2 separate regions of the Pan troglodytes genome follow, and region 1 is linked to region 2. The links are chromatin contacts, called in public Hi-C maps. All regions are on one chromosome and are shown on one strand. The core of a region is the stretch at or near the end of the contact, and the rest is flanking DNA. Distances in the headings are between cores, read along the strand shown. Region 1 holds the start of ADAMTSL3 (ADAMTS like 3). Region 2 overlaps ADAMTSL3 (ADAMTS like 3).

Region 1 (6,525 bases), core at 3,639-6,138, 78 kb before region 2:
GGTGCAGCAGCTAAAGGCTTACAGCTGATACATTCCTGGAGCATTGTCCTTGGCCACAGGGAGCCACCTTGGAGGTTATACCACCATATACCACCACCCAGCTCCAGCGGAGGCAGTGACTTACTGGCACCCGGGTCAGCAGTTGGTCCTGGTGCTTCAAGTCACGGCAAATCTATGGTGTGGTTTCTGTTCCAGGATCCCCGAGGATCACATGAAGGTTAGGCTTGACCTCAGTCACAGCTTGCTCTAGTCTTGCCCCTTACCTATCCTGCTTCCCTCACTCCTTCATAGGTTTTTCCTGAAGAACACTCGCTAGCTAATTTTGTGCCCCTAAGGCACTATGTTCACCTAACATCCAGATGTTTTTTTTTTTTGAGATAGAGTCTCGTTCTGTTGCCCAGGCTGCAGTGCAGTGGTGTGATCTCAGCTCACTGCAACCTCTGCCTCCCAGTTCAAGTGATTCTCCTGCTTCAGCCACCCGAGTAGCTGGGACTACATGTGCACGCCACCATGTCTGGCTAATTTTTGTATTTTTTAGCAAAGATGGGGTTTCACCATGTTGGCCAGGCTGGGTTCGAACTCCTGACTTCAAATGATCTGCCCGCCTCAGCCTCCCAAAGTGTTGGGATTACAGACATGAGCCACTGCACCTGGCCCCAGATGTGTTATCTCTTAGTGGCCTTGGCTGAGAGTGTATCTTTGGTGTCTGCTGCAGTCAATGGTACCTTCTATTCGAGTACTTGCCTCCAAGTACTCTTTTTCTCCAAGCCTCCAACACAGCCTTCTTGAGTGTGCTTCCCAAGCCCACTTCACAACTCTGTAACCAGAAAGAGCATTTCTGTTTCAAGAACAAATTAAGGCTGATGCCTGAATTGATATTCCTTGTCTCTAAGGGCAAAACCTAAACACACCCCAACACCACCATCATCAGTAGTTCTTTTCCTGGTCTTCAATGTGTATCTCTCACGTGAATGTTGTACTGTGTGCTTGTTGGGTCGAGGTCAACAGGCAAAGCTGGGAGCAGGCAAAGCTGGGAGCGCGGGCAGGAATCTCTGAAATTCATCTAGGAAGAAGCAGGTCCTGAGACAGGTAGTGAAAGCCAGGAAGCCAAGAAGTTGGATCTTAGGGAGGAAATGGAACTCAGTTTCCTCGACCCTTCAGAGTCTAAATGCATTGCCATTGTCCCCAGGTGGTGGGTGTTCTCACAGGGAGGAAGTCCAGGAAGTAGGCAGGGAGGGGCCTGAACCTCCCCAGATAGTGATTCGGTAGGTGGCTACACTCAACAGCCAAATCAGCCAGATTAGCTGCTTTGGGGTTTATTCATTCCTGTTCTTCCCAATTCCTGATCTCCCACCACACCATGCCTTTGGCAATGTCTTATTTAAACATTTGGGCCAAGCCTCAGGTGAGGAAGTAAGGATGGGAGGGAAGTGTGGGTGAGTGACTGAGGGAAGGGGTGAGGGAAGAGGTGACTGAGGGGTGGTGAGGCCATGATTCTGTGCATAACATCTGTGAAGTCCAGCCAGCACCCCCAGTGGAGGCTGTCCTCTGCAGCTCTTTGTTGTCCTAACTTACAGTACCTTGGCCACTCACACAGGTTTGCTTGACCTGCTAGGGTTAACTGGAAGGCAAAAGTTCTATAAAGGTATTGGTGATGTTTTCTCTACTATTTTTCGCTACTGGAACACCTGCTCTTTGAGGGGGCTGGCCTCCTGCTAGATGGAACCTGTGGGAGAGAAAGGCTCAGTCCTGGTCTTAGTACTTGGTGTGGGGCACTCCTTGGAGGCTGGCTCAGGAGTCAGATTGCCCAAGGGAGATGAGACAGGAAGTCCTGCTGAGCCATTAATACCTTAAAGCAGAGCAGTGCATCTCAAATGTTCCCAGCAAAGTCCCCCAACTCCAGAGGCATTCTCAGTGCCTTCTTGAGTTGCAGACACTGGGAGCTCTGCTTAATGCAGCCGCCACTGCACAAGCATAATATTTCTTTGAATTCTCCATTTCATCTTGCATATTCATGTGACTTTTTTGCATTTGACTCCATGATATGGTGGGGCTAGTTTTAGAATATGAACGATGAGGAGTGGTATCGTCTAGTTGCTAAGAACATGAGGTATTTAAACCTTTCCACTTCAGTTTCCTCATTTGCAAAATGGGAATAAAAATAATATCTACCCCATAGGCTGTTGTGATGATGGGATGACTCAGTATAAGCAAAGTATCTGGAACAGTGCCTGCCACATCCTAAGTGTTTTGAAATGTTAATGTGGCTATTCCTTTACTGATACTCTGATATGAGAAGCACGAAAAATCAATTCTCATTATTTGCAGATTCCTTATTGTGAATTCAGCTACTGGGTAAAATTTATTTGTCACCTCCGTTAAATTAAGTTTAGCCTAAAGTTGCCTTCTTACATATTTTAAGTTCGGCCTAAAGGTCTCTCTGTACATAGTGAACTGTAACCTAATGATGTGTAAACAGACTGTAACCTACTCTTGAAGCAGTCACAGAGTTTTGGCCAATCACAGGCGGTCAACTGTTTAAACCATGTTTAAATAAGGCAAATGCTGAGCTGTAACCAATCCAGCTGTTTCTGTACCTCATTTCCGTTTTCTGTTCATCATATTCCGTTTTCTGTCCATAAATATTATCTGACCATGTGGAAGCCCCAGAGTTGCTCTGAATCTATTTTGTTTTGGGGCTGAGGGGGGCTGCCCTATTTTCAAATTGTTCTTTGCTCAATTAACCTCTGTTAAATTTGTCTAAAGTTTTTATTTTAACACCTCATAATCAATAGCTGCAGCACTTTCAAAGTCATTGAACCAGTGCTGAACGTTTTGAGTCTCTTGAGACACATGTTGGAAGCTAAGGTCCAACCAGTCAACCCTCTGTCTTCCTGTTTCAGCTTTCACACTGTAAATGAGTGGCCCAAAAGTTCTCTTCATTGCCATGTTTTCACATTTTTTTTTGTCTTTTTTTTTGATGATTTTGCTGCTTAAAGCACCCCCCAGGCACAGTGCTGAAGTGAAGTCTAGCGTTCCTAAGTGGAAGAGGGCTGGGATGTGCGTTGCAGAGAAAATACGTAAGTTAGATAAGCTTCATTCAGGCGTGAGTTACAGCACTGTAGGCTGTGAGCTCAGTGTTCAGGAATCAATAATAGATGTTAAGTAAGGAGTCTTTAAACAGAAACATGCATAAAATAAGGCAATGTGTTGATTGATTGACAAAAATATTGTGAGCTTGCAGGAACCCAACTCTATATTTCCCCTAGGAACAATGGCTCCATATTCACAAATTCGTTGTTCTGTGACTTTATAGACCACAACTACAGTAAATAAAAAGGATCGATTGTCCATAGATGAGTTAGCTCTAGTTTAGCCCAGCCCTCCCTACCCTTCACTGGCTACTCTTACCTCTCCTGTCTCCACACTGACCTGTCCTCTGCTCACTTGCCACAAGTCCAATCATTTTACATAGAGTGGAGAGACAGCCTTGAAGATCCTCTTCTTGGCCAGAGGAAGTCACCAGAGTAAGTAAGGGAAGAATGAGTGAGGAAAGCAGCCAGGGCCAACTGCTCTTGGCAAAGCTCTAGCAGTAACTGGAACGCAGCAACCACAGAGAAGGCAGGAGAACAACTTTAGGGGTGAACAGTCCAAGCTCTAGAGAGAGGCAGATAGGGGTTCCAGTCCTGGCTTCTCCACTCATGGTAGGCAAGTTATCCTCCCAGCCTCAGATTTATCCTAGGTGAAATGGGATAATGCTTGAACTACTGCCGCTGTGAAGATCAGATAGACACAAAGAGCTGGGTACTCGACAGACACCCAAGGAAATGGCGACTGTGGTAGGACTTAGGTGGGGGCATAATGCAGCCTTTAAGATCAATCTCCTGGCCCTTGGCTTATCCTGCTGGGACTAGGACAAGGACAGGGACAAACATTTCCTTTTACTTCTCTTCACCTCCAGAAGTACACAGGCAACTCACCCCAGTCTCTTGTCCGCGACACTCTTCCCCCCAACCCCAAATCCCAGGCCTGGACACGGCATGATTCTGGCACCTGTGGAGCTCTCAGTTCCCCAAGCCCGGCTCAGACAAGGGGGCGCCAGGTACCCAGTTAAGAGGAGCTCCTGCAAGATCCTCGTGGTCCCTGGCTGCCAAAGGACCCAGGCCTCTGGGCAGTGAGCGCTCCACAGTCCCCTGTGTGGCCTCTATGCTGCGCGGAGGAGGCGCAGGCCAGGAGAGGGCCACTGGTCTCCACTATGGTCCTGCCTGGCCAGGAGTGCCTATGGCTCTTAGGCACGAGCCAGCGGTTCCGGGCAAACCTCTGTGTGGCTGCTGGGCCTGACTTTGCAGAGCTGGCGCCCGGGTCTGGGCGGGGTGGGTGGAGGCTATGGGAGGTGGGGCCGGGGGTGGGCTTCGGGGGAGCGACGGCATCCCTGCTCCGGCTCCGGCTGAGGCGGGGCGGCCAGGCTGGCTTGCGGCGCAGCGGCCGCCTTTCCCCAGCGCGCCTGCCGGCGGCGGCGGTGGCGGCGTCGGCAATCCCGGCTCTTGGCACAACGCCTGGCGGCCGGCCCAGGGCGAGGAGTGGCTTCCAGGAAGCGGGCGGAGGAGCGTTCCAGCCGAGTCTCGCCGTCGCCGCGGCCCCGCGCGCTCCGAGCGGCCCGAGCCCGGCCCCAGCCCGGCCCCACACGGGGTCTCTTCGCGCCCCCGGCGCCTCCAGCTCAAGCCGAGGGCGCGGTGCCGGCGCGCAGGCTGACGGGCGCCTGGGCGCGCCGTGCACTTGCCGGGCGGTGCAGGTGGCGGCGCGCGCCCTCCGCCTCTGGGCCGGGGCCAGCGCAGCGCTCTGCGCGCCCGGAGGGGGCGGGAGAGGCGGGGCAGCCCCCGTCCCAGCCCCATTTAACTTCGCGGCGGCGGCGGCGACTGCGGCGCCGCGGGCTGGAGGCCGGCGTCGGGGAAGGTCCTGGTGCCGGATTCCGCACGAGGTGTTGACGGGCGGCTTCTGCCAACTTCTCCCCAGCGCGCGCCGAGCCCGCGCGGCCCCGGGGCTGCACGTCCCAGATACTTCTGCGGCGCAAGGTGGGTGCACCGAGCTCGGCGCAGGGCGGCCCCTCAGGGGTCGGGGGAAGGCGCTCCCCAGGGGGAGTAAGACTTGGAGCAGTGGCCTCTCTAAGCAAGTTGGGGGTCTCCAAGCAGAGTCGGGGCGTGCCACGCGGGCCCCAGGGGGCCTCAGGACTGGGGTGCTCCTCACTGCTGGGCACCTCGGGTCGGGCGCGCTCCGTGCCGTCCCGGAAGGTTCAGGGAGTCTTTCGGGGGCAGTTCGCGGGCTGAGGGGCGTTCTTGATTATGGGGGAACTCCACAGGGTTGGAGTTTTTCAGGGTTGGGAGTTACTAAGCAGAAACCTCGCGGGTCCGAAGGTCCGGCCGGTTGACCACTGGGTAGCGAGCGCCCAGAACGCCGGGGGTTGAGGCGACGCGCGATCGTGGAAAGTGGGCGTGGGAGTGACCGGGACGCGGCGGAGGCACTGGAGGAGCGACTTCGAGGCAGCGGGTAGTCGGAGGAGTGTGCACTCGGAAGGCTGGTGCGAGCAGGCGAGGGTGGCGCAGAGTCCCAGGGCCCCGCACTGGCCGCCTCCCTTCAGCCAGGAGTCGCCGCCTCAGGTCGGAAACAGCAGCACATTTGCGGATCACATTAGACCAGGCCCTTAATGCCTTCTCCAGATGGAGAGAAGCCACCGACACGCCCCCGGACACCAGCTCCGCCAAGGCGCCCGCGAGGCGAAGCGGGAGTCGAGTGTGACCTCGGCTTTTCCAGTCTGGACTCATACTGATTTCCCTGTAAATTGACAGGAAAAGTAAGGGGAAAAGTCCCCGCTTCCCTCCTGGTTTCAGCTGACCTCTGCTGGCTGGCCCTCACCTACTTTTAGGAGATTGTGTTAGGCTGGCTCAGGGGCTGTGTCCTCCAAACCTCCCTGAACTTAGCTCTCAGGCGTCTCTCTGGGTGTGGGTCCCGGACCTCGAGGGCGCACGGTGTCATCTAGCGAGGAAAGCCTTGAACTATCAGAAGATCTGCGTTTCAGCCCTAAAATGTGACTATCTTGCTGTGTGACCTTAGGCAGGTCCTTTCCCTCTCTGGGTGGCTTTGTTGTCTTAGACTCATTTTTGCCGCGAGCAGCAGAAGCTGGCCTAAACCTTGGCTCTGTGCTGGCTTCCTGAGTCAAATGCCAATAGCGACACCCTGCTGCTGACAGATAGGCTTGGGCAGGGATATCTCAGCTTCTGAAGAGCTGGAGGTATGAGTTGCCCACTGGAGACAGGCCAGCCCTCGCCTGACTTTGATGTGGACCTTCTAAAGGGAGCCCAGTTAGCCCGCACCCTGCAGTAGGCAGCTGCAACCTGGGCCAACACAAACCTTTCCAAAATAGTATCTGGGATTCAGGGTCCCTCCATCTAATGGGTCTCTTAAGTCATGGTTTACTGCCATGGGGGCCAGAGCTGGTTGGTAATGAACTCTTTCCTCGTTTGTAGGCTA
Region 2 (6,381 bases), core at 2,138-4,637:
TTGGCAAAATCCACTGGGTATAAAAACCATACCTCTATGGATCTCAGTTTGAAAAAGACCACTCAGCGTGATGATTCAGGGAAAGAATTGTCAGAGAATAGGCAACGAAGTGGAGTGCTATCTGACCTGAAGGGCCTATTTTTATCTTTAAGAGATGGATAACATCTAAAAACTGAAATTAAAAACCTGATGCTTAAGAAGAAACATGGAACATTATAGAAGGCACTGGATCACTCAAGAATATTCATTGCCCAGAGAAGGTGCTAGTTGATGAGGCCAGGGGCACTGACTTCCTACGGCACACCAAACCAATGGATTTTACAGGTGGAGGAACTACAGGAATAAACTCTGCAAGTCTGAATCTGAAACAAAATTCCAAACCTGGGATGGTGAACCAGTAAGGGCTAAAGCTAGAGGATCCTCCTCGGAGTGGTGCTCAGGTTGCTCTGCATGGAAAGAGGTAAAAAAGGGAGGTCAGATGCTGGAATGGAGAATAGTGTAAAAGAAGCCAAGCACAGTTTCATACCAAAGCAAAACCAGCCTCAAGAACCCAAAAAGTATAATGGTTAGGAGCATTTAGAATCATAATTTTTTTTTTTTTTTTTTGCTATTGAGTTGTGTGAATTTCTTATATATTTTGGATATTAATCCTTTCTCGGATATTAATCCTTTCTCAGATATATGGTTTGCAAATATTTCGTCCTAATATGTAGGTTGCCTTTTCATTCTGTTGATTGTTTTCTTTGCCATGCAGAAGCTTTTTAGTTTAATGCAGTCTCACTTATTTTCACTTGTGTTGCCTGAGGTTTTGGTGTCATATTTGAAAAATTCTTGCCAAGGCTAATATCAAAAAGCTTTCCCATCTGTTTTCTTCTAAGAGTTTTATGGTGGTTTTAGGTCTTACATTTAAGTCTTCAAGGCATTTTGAGTTGATTTTTGGGTATGGTGTAAGATAAAGGTTCAATTTCATTCTTTCAAATATGGCTTTTCAGTTTTCCAAACACTATTTATTGAAGAGACTATCCTTTTCCCATTGTATATTCTTGGCCCCCTTGTTGAAAATTAGTTGACCATATATGTGTGGGTTTATTTATGGACTCACTCTTTGGTTTCATTAGTTTATGTGTTTGTTTTTATGCCGGTACCATACTGTTTTGATTACTATATCTTTGTAATACAATTTGAAATTGGGAAGTATAGTAGGAAGTGTGATGCTTCCAACTAACTGGATTAAAAAATGGGCAAATGACATTTCTCAAAAGAAGACATACAAGTGGCCAACAGGTATATAAAAAGGTGCTCAGAATCACTAATCATCAGGAAAATGCAAATAAAAACCACAATGACAAAACATCTCATATCTATTAGGATGTCTGTTATCAAATAGACAAGAGATAATAAGTGTTGGTGAGAGTGTGAAGAAAAGGAACTCTTATATGCTGTTGGTGGGAATGTAAATTAGTGCAGCTATTTTAGAAAACAGTATGGAGGTTCTTTAAAAGTTTAAAAATAGAATTACCATATAATCTAGCACTCATGATTCTAGGTATGTATCCGAAGGAAATAAAATCATTGTCTTGAAGAGATATCTGCACTCCCGTGTTCATTGCAGTGTTATACTCAATAGCCAAGATATGGCAATAACTTAAGTGTCCATTGATAGATGAATGGATAAAGAAAATGTGATATACATACATATATATAACTATATTATTCTTTATGAATTATTATGAATATTGTTCAGCCTTAAAAAAGAAGGAAATCCTGCCTTTTGCAACAACATGAATGGACCTGGAGAACATTATGCTAAGTGGAATAAGCCAGACACAGAAATAAAAATACTGCATGATCTTACTTATACGTGAAATCTAAAGATTGTATAGCAACAGAGAGTAGAACTATGGTTACCAGGGCCTGGAATGGAGAGGAGATGTTGGTTAAAGGGTACAAGTTGCAGTTATGTAGGATAAGTGACTATAGTTAATAATGCTGTATTATATACTGGAAATTTGCTATGAGAGTAAATTTCACCACACATACACAAAAGTAACCATGTGAGGAGATGGATATGTTAATTTGCTTGACTATAGTAATCATTTCACTATGTATATGTATATCAAAACATGTTGTACCTCTTACATATGTACAGCTTTTACTAAAAGAGAATCACAACAAACCCATTGCTTTGATAGTAATTGGTGTTCCCAAAAATGATTCTGAGTACTCAGAAGGGGTTAAATTATTTTCTAGGTACCTTATTTCCAGACTGTAATGTGTGTTTTCCATTTAAAAAGTTAAGCTAAAAATAATACACTAAAGGGCATCCTTTATTACCTAGAAAATAACTAAGTGTCCTAATTCTGTCAGATAAGTGAGTCAACACTGTATATTTATCTGCCTAACAGATGCTTCCTTTGTCAGTTCAAAACATACACGAGTAAAAGTGGAATTTAAAGGAACAGCTTGGAATGAATGGTATTTCTTAAAATTTTGATTTTCCCAGAAAATTCAATTCTGGTCAAATAATGATGGGCAATAATATATACCAGGGCTATTGCTTTGACATTTATTAATGAATTTGGATTACAAGAAATACTCTAGAAATCTATTAGAAACTATATAAACAATATTCGGCTCCATCTTAACTAGTTGATTACATTCCATAAAACCATTATTTTTATTCTGTTAACATTTCATGGAAATGGAATTTATTGAATTTGCCTCATTTGTGCTAGATTATCTTTCTACCTCATACACAGAGTTGAATTTTCATCAGAAAGTCACACATACCTGTTTATCTTTTTTTTGTGTTAAAGGGGTATGTTTCTTTAGAAACCACCAGCTTAGGATATGGTGTCATTCCGAATGTGATTCCTGTCAGACTACAGTGAGCACAGGTAATGGATATTGTCATAAATGACATTTGGTTCATTAGAATCTGTCAAAATGGGCTCGGTAAATTATGGCTGTTGGAAAGAGCACAATACTGCATTGTATTGGGGAAACACACTTGTAAGGAATTCCTGAGCTGGTATTTATTACAACCTGCCACATCATTTCCATTTTCTGCGTTTCATTAAATTTACCGTCTGGGTGTAATCACAAGAGTGAAATGGAAAATGTAATGTAAAATATCTCCTTAAACCCTCCTAAACAAAAATGAACTGAATCATCCATTCAATCAAGACAAGTTGAACACCTACTATACACCAACCCTCTGCAATAAAGTGAGGAACAAGACAGTTTCTGTTTTCAACTAGGCCAGAGCCCAGCAGGGGAAATGAATGGACAAAACTAATCCTAATGTGATACTATCGTAGAGGTGTTGACAGAGACTATAGAAGTGGAGAGGAAGGTTCTCTTCCTGGGGGTGAGAGACTTAGTCATGGGTGTCTACAAATTAGGTACTGACCCTGTCGGGTAGAGACTGTGAATCACAGCTTCTAAATGTGATTGGAATTCTGGGGCTGGTGCTAAGTTAATTGTCCTTTGGCATTTTTGTGGGCTGTGTGCATTACATGGGTGGAATTTAATGTCATTTTAACCCACCAGAGAAAGTTTGTGGGTCTAGAGGTATGGAAAACAACTCGCTCTGTAATATGCTGCATTTTAGTGCAAATCTTTCAAATGATCACACCATACTTGCTAATCTTTGAAGGAAGCTCTCTCATTGTCTGAAGAAAATGGTGCTGATTAAATTTACAGGGAAATGACTTTATTTAAAAATTTCCTCTAGTTTGTTGACAGCACTCATGTTTCATAAAATAGGGGACATGATCCTGAATTTCTTATGAATAAAAAATTATTAATTTTGACATCTACTTTGAATGCCTTAGATAATTTATTTGGCTTAGTGCCCAGTAAAAGCATGGAAGTGACTTGGACATCAACCACAAAATGGCCCAGGGACCCCTTCCCACTGGATAGACATCTGGAGTGGCGTATAAGGAATAGACAATGCAGGCGGACATTTAATTAAAGATTGGTATTCAGACAGGAGGGAAGTGTGGTGAGTCTCTCAGCGTAAAAGGAATAGTGAGTCTCTGAGACAAAAGTTATTTTTTGTGTTTTATAATGATGCTTTGCAGCTTGAAACATTTTAGCTATAAAATATAGACTATGAACTCATAATGGCATTAAGTCCAGATAGTAATTTTTATGGCAACAATTTATGATTATTTTTGTGGGTTTTTTAAAGGGGAAAAGTCTTTAACATTTAACATTTTGCAATTTAAAAAATCCCTCTCTTGAGCCTTCAGAACCAGAGTGAACACAAAAATTGTAAGATTTTATTGAGTTACCTATTATGTGAATCTGGATTTGTAGACATTATTTTGATAGTTAATGACACTGGCAAGAATCATGATCTAAAACAAAAACATGTTAACTTTTTTGTTTTAAATTTTCATCCACGAGTTGTCACTGTGTTGCTATTGGCGTTACCAGGACACAGCTAGGAAAGCCAGGGTTGGAAGTGCAGGTTCCCTGTGTTTGCAGATGTTCATGTAGGAGTTCCTTGACCAAATAGCTGTAGCTTATTCAGCATCCCAGCACTTGTGTGCCTGCTTTGTGATGAACTGCCCTGCTCACTCACACCTGCTGGTTCAGGTATGGGTGTAGCCATTTCTGGGAGGGTTGATGCTCAGCAAATAGTCTTAAAAGCACAAAGGAATTAGAACATTTCTCTCCAAACCATAAACCGTCGTGGAGCCTAAGGAGACTGAATTTCCTTTTTAGACCCCACAGGACATTATGCCCAGACTGCCCCCAGGGGTCACTCTCAACTTGGGAATGATTTTTGCAGATGGTGGAAGCATATATTCTCTGGATTCTCCTCTGCTAGTGGGGAGGGCTAGTGGGGAGGGCTGGGGTTCTCATGTTTGATATGGCATCTTGAGATGGTCATCCAGCCTCTCTTTGAACACCGACAGAAAGTAGGGAACCCGAACCTCCAATACTAGTTTTCAGATATGATTATACTATTGTCTGAGCGCCACCTGTAGTTATAATAGTTCATCTAATGGATAGTAAAACTCTATCAGGCAGCCTCACTATGCAAATCTTATAGAATAAGAGTATTTTTAAAAATTAAATCTACTATTAAACAAAGCAGTCTATCAGAAGAAAGAAAATTTAACCAGAAATAAAATAAACCAGAAGTAGGTGACAAAGAGAAGAATAAAGGTATCTGATAAAGCCAGGAATAAGACTAAAATAAAAATACACACCATAGAGCTCTCCATACTTACTACAGGGGCACAGATTTGATCTGAGCTTTCTAGCAGCCAACTGGGAGAGAGAAACACAATCAGTTGCAGAAGTCACAGATTCATAAGATAATAAACTAACAGTGTTTCTCAGGAGCAACACAACTGTTCCTTATTTTAACAAGGAAAAAGTTACTGATTTCAGTAAGAAAGTAGCCTTAGCCCACAAAGATGAGGAACTTGACTTTGAAAAGGAAATATTTCAATGTTGGGTCTCTTTAATCTTCTTTCCAGATTCATAGCCTGAATAATTATTTTCCAGAAGCTTCTCCCATGAAGAATTTCCTTTTAAGTATTTATAAGGTCATCTTGGGGGATCAGTGGGTGATTTTTAATACACTAAAGCGTACAATTTTTTTGCTTGTGTTGGTAATCTCACTAACTTCAAGGTTTTTTTTTTTTTGTTTTTGTTTTTGTTTTTGCCACTGAGCAATTTTTGTCAAGTCAGCTACCATCAGGATCAAACACTTAGTACAGTAAATTGGATTTGGATATCCATTAACTGCTGGTGACAAAAGAGGAAGCCCCACGTTTAACACACGTAAAATAAAATTTTAAGGAGTTTCTGGCTAGAAAGAGGCTACCAATAAAGTCTGAAAATGCCCCAGTCTCTGCTACTTGAATCTAATTACATGACAGAAGAGATTTGGGAAAGATAAGCCTGCAGTGAAAACAAGGGAGAAATAATCCTGTTTGCCCTGCAGTAACCATTCTAAGGACAGGAGAAAAAAAAAGAAGTTGACTAAACTTATTATACTCAATATTGCCAAGATACCAATTAGCAACATAAGTACAAATTTTCCTCAGATTCATCCAACATACCACCCTGTGTAATAAGCTAGTGTTCATAAACAGGGGAAAGTGGTTCTTCTATTCCTCATCAGTCCTGGTGGGATTACACTGGATTTTTCTGTTAATTCTGGCCTTTGGCCCCTTTCCAATATTAACTGTGCCATGGAGTATAGAATATTCAATGATTAAATAATTATAATTTAAAAATTAGACCATGTCAAAGAAAATAAAATATTAGGCATTTTTAAGAATTTAAGACAAGACACGGACTTTGGATCAAGATGACAGCTAATAATTCTGCATCTACTTCATCGCATATGGC

Evidence for each region. Hi-C and Micro-C count contacts between places; a contact is called where the count stands out from the background.
Region 1: a contact with region 2 is called in a Hi-C map of stem cell-derived neural progenitor cells, with 2.2 times the contacts expected there. The contact joins the promoter of ADAMTSL3 here to the enhancer-like site in region 2. A contact is called at or near these places in 2 of 7 Hi-C or Micro-C datasets (induced pluripotent stem cells and stem cell-derived neural progenitor cells).

What each region holds. Positions count from the first base shown.
Region 1 is chr16:74,963,522-74,970,046 of NHGRI_mPanTro3-v2.0_pri, reverse strand. ADAMTSL3 (ADAMTS like 3) reads left to right here and starts at 4,888. Exons shown (of 29, transcript XM_024349337.3): 1 at 4,888-5,072; 2 at 6,522-6,525.
Region 2 is chr16:74,884,242-74,890,622 of NHGRI_mPanTro3-v2.0_pri, reverse strand. The region is part of intron 3 of ADAMTSL3 (ADAMTS like 3); the gene reads left to right. Among named protein-coding and RNA genes, the nearest start is that of ADAMTSL3, 78 kb to the left of the region's middle. Within about 2 kb of position 3,387, at least 1 of the 24 cell types and tissues checked has an H3K27ac peak or open chromatin away from gene starts, as enhancers often do. A contact at or near this core is called in stem cell-derived neural progenitor cells, where this site is marked.